2 separate regions of the Sus scrofa genome follow, and region 1 is linked to region 2. A link is a contact called in public Hi-C data. All regions are on one chromosome and are shown on one strand. The core of a region is the stretch at or near the end of the contact, and the rest is flanking DNA. Distances in the headings are between cores, read along the strand shown. Region 1 overlaps ZBTB16 (zinc finger and BTB domain-containing protein 16). Region 2 holds the start of ZBTB16 (zinc finger and BTB domain-containing protein 16).

The links. Hi-C and Micro-C count contacts between places; a contact is called where the count stands out from the background.
Region 1: a Hi-C map of omental adipose tissue shows a contact between it and region 2, with 2.5 times the contacts expected there. The contact joins the enhancer-like site here to the promoter of ZBTB16 in region 2. A contact is called at or near these places in 4 of 5 promoter capture datasets (fetal liver, fetal skeletal muscle, liver and 1 more), 20 of 47 Hi-C or Micro-C datasets (alveolar macrophages, brain, fetal heart ventricle and 10 more) and 1 of 2 datasets of contacts at active chromatin or transcription factors (skeletal muscle).

Annotation. Positions count from the first base shown.
Region 1 is chr9:41,745,905-41,750,086 of Sscrofa11.1, forward strand. The region is part of intron 3 of ZBTB16 (zinc finger and BTB domain-containing protein 16); the gene reads left to right. Among named protein-coding and RNA genes, the nearest start is that of ZBTB16, 110 kb to the left of the region's middle. Within about 2 kb of position 2,842, at least 18 of the 83 cell types and tissues checked have an H3K27ac peak or open chromatin away from gene starts, as enhancers often do. A contact at or near this core is called in omental adipose tissue, retroperitoneal adipose tissue, skeletal muscle and 1 more, where this site is marked.
Region 2 is chr9:41,636,690-41,641,126 of Sscrofa11.1, forward strand. It overlaps ZBTB16 (zinc finger and BTB domain-containing protein 16), which reads left to right and starts at 2,847. Exons shown (of 7, transcript XM_021062868.1): 1 at 2,847-3,170. LOC106504875 (a long non-coding RNA gene) reads right to left here and starts at 2,782. Exons shown (of 3, transcript XR_002335639.1): 1 at 1,477-2,782.

The sequences.
Region 1 (4,182 bases), core at 1,592-4,091, 110 kb after region 2:
CTCGAGACACGGATGCTGGGACATCCTGTCTGTCCTGTTCTCTCCTCCCCTCTGCCTGCCTCCCTCCATCCTCCTGCATTCCGGGCTCCTCTGCTGGCCCTCGTTTGTGTCGAGGGTGGATGGCCATGGGGTTGTCGGGTAGGAGGTTCGTGCGGGATCCACCCAAAGCCGATGCCATTCTCTGATTTCCGAGATCTTTCCGCCTCTCGGGCGTGCCCCCTGCCTGAGTGGTCCTCCGTCGCCCCCTTCTCGCCCTGCCCTCGCGCCCTCGCTCTCTCACCGGGCTGTGCCTGGGGCCCGATGTCCGAGGCTGTGCCCGAGAGACCAGCTGCCACCCTTCCACGTGGTGGCGGCTCTCCCTGCTGGCTGTCCTTCTCGGCGCTGTCTTCTCCGCTCTCTCTAGTGGCAGGTGTTTACCTTTCAGATCTGCTGTCTTCCCCTCCCTTTTCCCCAGTCTCTCTTCATCTCATGCCATCTTTTCATCCCTGTTCTTGCATCTGTGGTGGCCACAGCCTTTTCTCCATGCTCGTGTGCACCTGCTGTCTTCCTTCCTGTGTCTTCATCAGACTTGGTCTCCCCTCCATCTTGGTTGGCTTTCTCTCTCTCTCTCTCTCTCTCTCTCCTCTCTCTCTCTCTCTCTCACACACACACACACACACACACACACACACACACGCCTCAAAGTGTCTTAGCTTGGAAGTTGGGTGGTGATTGGGGTGGGGGACGAAATGTCACTCTGGCCCAGAAGCCTGGGGAGGACTCAGGAATGCTCTTGGCATCCTGATCCTTGTGTGCTCCTGCCCCTTTGCCTCTTGGAGACCAGAGGGGGCTTTCTCTGGCCTGGTTCCTCCTTTCTCTGGATCCCTGGATGTTTGAGCTGAGCACAGGCGAGTGGATGAGCGGGGTTAGGGTTTGCAAGATCCTTATTGGACTTTGAGGCTAAAGAGCATGTTTTGCTGGCACTGTGCTTTCAGAGGCCTGTGACCGTGCACCTGCGTATGGAGCCGTCAGGCACCTAGGGGTGTGTCACCCTCAAGGACCTGTGGCCTGTTCTGGTGCCCGGCTCCTAGAAAGCTTTTGAAAAGTGCTTGTAGATACTAAAGTGTTTGTACTTCTGGGCAGGGTCTGGGTTTGGTGGAGCTTTCATGAATTGGGGTGCCCTCTTTCAGAAAAAGATTATGGATATCAAATGCTAGAGCCCTTCCCAATGTGGGGGAGGGGGGCCGGGCGCTGAAGCACCTGCTTTATTAGCTTCATGAATGGGGCCTAAATAAACAGAGTGAAGAGCAGCCGGTTGAGGCCCCCACAGTTGGAGCAACCGGGTGGGGAGATTCAACGCTAAGGCTGGGATGGTGACATCTGCTGTGCTCTGAGGACCCTCAGAACGAGGGGCAGCCATGCAGACCTCAGGTTTGCATTCTCCAAAGGGCAGGACCAATCCTCCCATCTTTGGTAAACTGCCACTGGACGTCGATGCCCCTGGATTTTTTTCTCTCTTCTTAGTGCGTCTGGTTGGGAGCCACAGACCAACCCTGAGTCCCACCTCACCCAGAGCTGCCAGGTAGATCAGTACACATGGCGGCGTCCGGCCTCCATGCTGCCCTGCACGGACTCTCTGCAAAACAACACGATGGCCATGCCTTTCCCAGGTGCCCCGTCTGCCTGGGCTGTAGAGCTGTGTCGGATGGAGGCAGAGCGCTGGTCTTCTCATGGTCTATGAGTGTGTGTGTGTGTGTGTGTGTGTGTGTGTGTGTGTGAAAGAGAGAGAATGTGAGACTGTGCATGTGTGTGACTCTGTGCATGTGTGTGTGTGTGAGACGTATGCGTGTATAATGCTGTGTATGTGGAACAGGAGGGTGAGGGGTCCTGGAGGTGATGGGACGTGTACCTAGAGGTTCAGGGGTCTGTTCTGCTGACCTTCCAGACTCATCCATTAATTAGGGTCAGGGGAGCAAATGGAATTGGGCGGTTTTTTGGGAAGGAGGCTACTTACTTCTTGGAAGATGTGGGAAAGCTACGGTTCTGTTCCCACTAAGGAGGGGCAGCTGTGTGTGCGTGTGTGTGTTTGTGTGTGCACACATGAAAGAAAGAGATTGAGAAGAAGCGTTTACATGAAATACTCAAAATTGTTCCTTTTGCTGTAATGGCTCCACACAGACCATTACCTTGCAGATTTAAAAACTAAATGAGCTCATCATATCTAGTGACTTCCCTCGACATTCATGCTTGATTGCGAAGCCTGCCTTACCTTTGCATTTCAACTTCATTGTTTGTTATGAATTCTCGGATAGCCGTTTCTCCCCCTCTTGGATTCAACCGTGAACACGCTGATTTTGTGCGAGGGGTGGACCTCAACAGGACCCCACTCAACAGGGCCCCACTCGAGAACCTTTTCATGTTAAAGACGGCCCTGTGACCTCTAGGGCAGAGCCTGGCATTTTGAGGGATCCAGGGCGCTGAGGTGGAGGCATGGGTTGGCTTTGGAGGGGGCAGAAGTTTTGCATTTTGTAATTCAATAATTCGCGTTTCGTGTGAATGGTTCTGCGTTCCGTGCAAGACTCTGCATTTTCATAACTGTCTCTTCCACTTTGGGCAGAGGAGGGGAGGGAAGAAATAACAGCAGCAGTATTCTGTGGGCAAAGGAAGAAAACAAGAGAATGGGGCAGAGAACAGGCTAAATTTAAAATTGTAATTGGCTGACTTCCACTGGCTTGCGGGTGTTTTAATGACTCATAATAACTTCATTTAAAACCAGCTGAGCAGAAAATAGATTGGAGAGGAGCCTCGGGCCATTATGGATTTGTTTTTTTTGACAAGCTCGGTGTACAGCAGCCAGGAAGGCTCTCACAGAGGGCTTGGCTGTGTTCTCTCTCTCTCTCTCTCTCTGAGGGTTGGTGGTCTGCCCGGGAGAGATTGTATAGAAACCTAGGGCTGCTTTTTTTTTTCACCCCCCCCCTTTAAAACTGATTAAAAATAGACGCCTTGAGGTATTATTTTAGCATCAGTATGTTTTTTTTTTTTTAACTTTTGATGTGGTAAATGGAACATAAATAAAATTGTTTTTGAAATTACCGAATTAATTAGGTAGTAAAGCCACGACAATGCATAAATTTCCTTTGCTCGTTGCCCTGATCCATATTTGGGGGGCGTTCCCCCCTTTTCCCATCCCCTCCTCCTGTCCCCCACCAGCCCCACCTTCCTCCCCACACGGATCCTCCCTTTGAATGGCAGCGTTCTTTTATCATCCGGGCAACATCCAAATGATTTTTTTTTTTTTTAAAGATCTGTAGGATTTTGACAGGATTGGTTCTATCCCGCTACTCAGTCAGCTCGAGGAAGCACGAGTTTTGGGAATTGCCAGAAAAGGCTCTAACCTGCCTCTGGCTGTTTTAAATAGATCCCGCCTGCTTCCCATGCTAGGAAGTGTGCCAGGCAGGCGAGTGAGCCTTTTTCTCTTCTCTTTTGAAAGTCAGCCGGCTCAGCCATGGGATGCATCTGTCTGGGCAGGACAAGAGGCCGCCCCCCCATCTGATTGCTTGTAGCCATTTATCTATCCCCTCTTATGGCACCTGTCACCTTCTTTGTGTCATAGCTATTTATTTGCTTGTCCTTTTTCGCCTCCTAGACTCTCAGCTTTTTCAGAACGTGTGATTTATTTCCATGTCTCCCATACTTCCTAGCGGAGTGACCTGCAAGGTGGTTACAACTCAGTTGTTTTTGGAATAAACTAATGGCTGAGTGGACCAGTATGTCTCGAGGCACCTGATGGGGAATTGCCCCTGAAGCGCCACCCTGCATCCTTGCAGCCCCAAGGGCCAGCTGTCTAGACTAAAGGACAGGAGTGGAGGCAGGACCTTATCGGTGTGTGCTCCGTGGCATCTCCAAGACCTGACACACAGCAGGCTCTCAGTAAATACTGTTGAATAAATGAATGGCTCTGGACGCACGGTCTGGCTGAGGGGAGAAGACAAAAATCACTACGTAATTGGATGCCTACTGTGGTCCAGGCCCGGTGCTTGGCCTGCTGCAGGTCTAAACTCACTTTTCTCATGTTGACCTTGGTGGTAGTTATGCTGATTCTGTTTTACAAGTAAGGCTTCCAGCATTGCAGTAGCTTGTGTAAGGTCACACAGCCAGGAGCGGCGAAGCTGGATTCCTAGCCAGGGCTCTCTGCTCTCTGAG
Region 2 (4,437 bases), core at 1,597-4,096:
TCCCACTGCCTCCTTCCTGTAAGATCACTTAGCCCTGGCACGCCTCCTCTTCCACACACGGAGCTCTGAAGGCTTGTGACCAGTGTGCTCGGGGGTGGGGGCCAGCACCTGAGTAAAGGAGAGGGGGAATGAGAGATTTAGCAGTGGAATCCCACCCAAATCATCTATCCTCTGCCTGTAGCATGACCTCCCCGTAAGGCTGAAGTCTCTCCAATGTTTTTCGGATCTGTCAAAACTGTTGTCCCAGCTTACTTCTCATACCATACCCTTTAAGGAAAGAAGGGAAAACAAAAGAAAACACCTACTACAAATACATGAACGAGAGAGGGGGGGGGGAGGGAGAGAGAGAGAGAGAGAAGGAGAGAAGAGGGAGGAGAAAGGGAGGGACACGGAGTTTTCTGTTGTAATTTTCCATCCTGCTTGTTTTTAGGTGCTGCCATATGAAATGTCTGAACTGGGGATTCTCATCAGCCTTCCGGAGACCCAAGGACAGAGCTCTGGCTATAAATGGTGCCAGTTTTGGTGGGGGAGCTGCTGCCGCTTTATCTGGGCCCAGTAAACCTTATCAAACTGCTGTGCAGCCAGCCTTCAGCGCTAAGTGGAAATGCTCGGAGCCCAACGCTGGCACTCAGCCCACAGCCTTGCCTGCCTTCCTCCTTTTTTTGTTACCTTCTCCACCTCTTAAATTCGGGCATTAATCTCTCTTTAACACTTACTAACAAGGGCTGGGCTATTTAATGGGCCGAGTTTATGAAGCAAGGGAGATTTTCACATAGCTTGAATATGGCATGGAGGTGGAGGGGCATGAAGGGATTGCTCTTCCTCTCCCATTGTTTCCAGAGAGTCGCTCTTTCTCTGATTTGAGGATTAATAGGAGATTAGATCAGGGGTTAATTGCACACTTCTCCTACTACTGCCCTCGGGAGGGGCTGGTAGGTGGATGTGGACAGAGAGGCAGCAACCTTTAGCAGGTACCATCTAGGCAGAAGCTCAACAGTTTAATGATTCTTTCTGCTCTTTCCCTGGGGAGGTGTTAGGCCCATTTTCTTACTTCCCTCCTCTCTTGCCCTCCTTGCAGAGCAGTTCATTCCCTCTTTTTAAAAATTGAAGTGTAGTTGATTTACAATATTGTGCTAGTTTTCAAGGGTACAGCAGAGTGATCCATTTACACACACACACACACACACACATTTTTAGATTCTTTTCCATCATAGGTTATTACAAGGTATTGAATATAGTTCTCTGTGCTATACAGTAAATCCTTGTTGTTCATCAAACCACTTCTTTCTTAACTTTCTTCAAATCCCTTTCCTCTTACAGACTGCAAAGACCTTAGCTAGGAAAGCAGTCATATCCTAGATGGCTCTTTATTGTTAATCAAACAGAACACCCAGGGACCTGGCTTTCCCAGGCATCTGTTGGATGTTGCTGTATTCACTGCTCTCACAGGATAACTGACTCCCTTCCTTTACTCACCGTGTGCTTCTCCCTCAGCTTTGCTTCTCTCCTCTGACTCCTGCAGGTCTGAGCACTTTTCTTGTGAACAGAGAGGGCTGCTGGCTGGGATGGAATTGCCTATCCTTGGGACTACCCCATTAGCAGCTCTTGAACCCAGATCAGTTCTGATGTAAACCTCCCCCAAGGGGCCTTATGGGGCCAGAGCAGATTTTTGCTTCTATTGGCTTCTGCCACCCTTCCTGACTCTTTAATTCCTGGGGCCCGACTCTCCGTTAGGGACAGTGTCTGAGATGTGCCTGGGGATGTGATAAAGGCACTGAACGTGGGGACCCAGTGACTGAAGCCCCTCGTTGCTAAGGCTGAATGACCTCCAGGGCTGACTCTCCGGAGACCCAGGGAGGGCGCTCTCCGCCATCACCCTCACCCCAACGCTCCTGGACGTTAGCCCACTGCGCCTCTCGAGCCCTATCTTCAACAAGCTCTAGGGAAAAGGGCGGAGAAGGGGACTCTGCGCATCCGGAGATTTCTTCTGGTGGCTCTACCCGGGGGCTACCGACCTCAACCCCATCCTCTAAAGTGGAGGAGCCAGATGAGAGGAACCACTTGCGGTTCTGAATCGTCTTCGGGCTTTTACTCGCCCCCTGAAGACTTTGCCCTGAAGGGGGTGCAGTTCTCAGGAAATGTTTTCAACTAGGTTCCCTGGAGGGCAAAGGCTAGGGGATGGCCAAGACTGGGAGGGAGAAAAGTTTCTCTCAGACCTCGACCTTGGCCTCCAGGGGTCGCGACAGCCAAAATGGGGCACCGCCCCTCGACGATAGAGCCCGCGGACCCTCTAGCATCTGGTTTACCCGGGCCGCGAACTCTGCGCCTGGAGGCTACTGGCAGTCTGGGTGCTCAGAAGACCCGGAGGCACAAAAGGCCTGGGCTTAGGCCGGTAAAGCGCCCTTCAAAAACCGATGTCGAGGTACAGGCAGTGCCACCCCGAGTACGTTTAGAAAAAGTGCAAGGCGAGATGACACGCACTGAATAGGGGCAAATACTGGAGCCAGGGACAAAACTCCAAGCTTGGAGCAGCTGGGGAAAACAAAACCTGTGTCCAGTGGAAATTAAAAACCTGGGGGGGTGGTTGCTCCTCGCCCCTCACCTCCATTGCCCACTCTAAGGCTTCCGAGTCCCTGACCCTCCTCTCCGCCAGCTCCGTTCCTCTCCGCTTGGCCAGTGAGCGGCGGCCGCCGGCGCCCCAGCAGCAGCTAGATGTCAGGCAAAGCCCGGAGCGCGGCGCGCAGGGAAGGGAAGGGAGGGGAGGAAAGGGGTGGGGCGGGGAGCGCGCGCGGGCTTGGCCAGTGCGGGGGGTGGGCGGGCTGAGTCCGGGGACAGCGCGGGAGGGGGGAGGGAAGGGGGGCAGCTGTGGGCAGGGAGCCGGGCTCGGCCGCCAGCACTAAAGATGGAGAGGCGCCGGGGCCTCGCAGGGGAGGGGGCTCGGCGTTGACGTGGGACGCGGCGGAGGCGCCGCAGCCGGTGGTGATTTGCTAACCTCGCAGTAGAGAGGAGTTGAGGGCGATGAGAGCGGGTACTGCGAACTGCCGGGCGATGCCGCCGCTGCCGCCTTGATACCGAGAGCAACAGTTCCCCAGCAACACCCCCCTCCCCGACACAGGCACACCCCCCGAGGAGGCACGCACACCCACCCCACGGCGCCCGGCTCGGCAGCGGTGAGTGGGGGCCCGGGGAGGGGCGCACCGCCCAGCTGTAGCCTTGCGCCGGGGCGCCCCGGGGCTGGAGAGGTCTGGGGGGGCGCGCTCGCTTCGGCCACTCGGCCGTTGGGCTTCTGCCTTGTTTTATTCTGCTTGTTCCCTTCCTGCTGCTGCGGCCGTCGCCACCGGCGGTTGGGGGTCGGCTAGAAGCGGGAGCCTCGGCTGTCAGCTTGGGCGCAGCTGCGTCCCCAACCCTTCCGCTCCAGGGCACGGTCGGGGCGAGAGGTGGGGGGCAGAGCGGTCTGCGGGGGCTGAGGGCACGAGCAGAGGGTTGGGGATCGGGAGGCTTTGTACCACCAGGGGCCAGCGGAGGAGCCGGGAGCCTGTGGGTGCTCATATGTATGCCGACCGGTGCGCGGGCGCGAGATAGGGCTGTGGTTTATTTGTGTGTTTATTCGCCGGCCGGCTGGGAAGCTAGAATCGGAGGATCCGAGGAGTAGATCTAGGGCGAAGGGAAGCAGAACTGGGACTCAGTTGGGTTTTGTTTCTCTTTGCAAAACGTGGTGGGCTCTTTTTTCCTGACTAGAGTTGACCAGCCCCCCCGCCCCAGGTTTTTTTTTGGGGGGGGAGGGGCACCGTGGCCGTGCGCTCTGGAGGGTCTCCAGCGCTCCGGGCCCTTCTCGGCTCTCGGCGGGACCCGCCGTGGCGCCGGAGCTCGCAGTTGCGCTCCCGGCCGCGCTCGGTGGGTGCTCGGCTTTGCACCTGATGCGTTCGGGATGCTTTTCTCACCCCGGCAAGCTTGCGGCTCGCTTGCAGAGCCACTGGAACTCCCGCACGCGCTCGAAATGCGCACGATCTCGCCGGCCCGCGGACCCGCTGGAACGCACAGACGCGCTCGGCAGAGACTCGCTCGCCAAGCTCCCCGGGACGCTCGCAATGTGCTTGGGCCCGGCGCGCCGGCTGCTGGGCGCCACCAGCCCGAAGCCCGGGACCTTGCTCATTGCTCCCGGGGGTCACGGCCCTGGGGCGGAGAGGGAGAGCCCGCAGACCCCTTTTCGTCTTTCCTCCCCCAACTCGCTGTCGGGCTTTTGTGCTTCTCCTTCGCCGCGGGGCGGGTCAGCCTCCTCGCAGCTCTCGCCCAGGCGTCCGGCCCGCCCGGAGTCTCGCCTTTCGTCCGGGTCTCTTTCGCTTTCCCTCTTGCTAGCCCGACTGCCTTTCTCTTTGCCGTCTGGCTCCCTCGGAAAAGTTGCTTCTCCAAGTTTGCTGAAGTCTTCAAGTCTCCGTG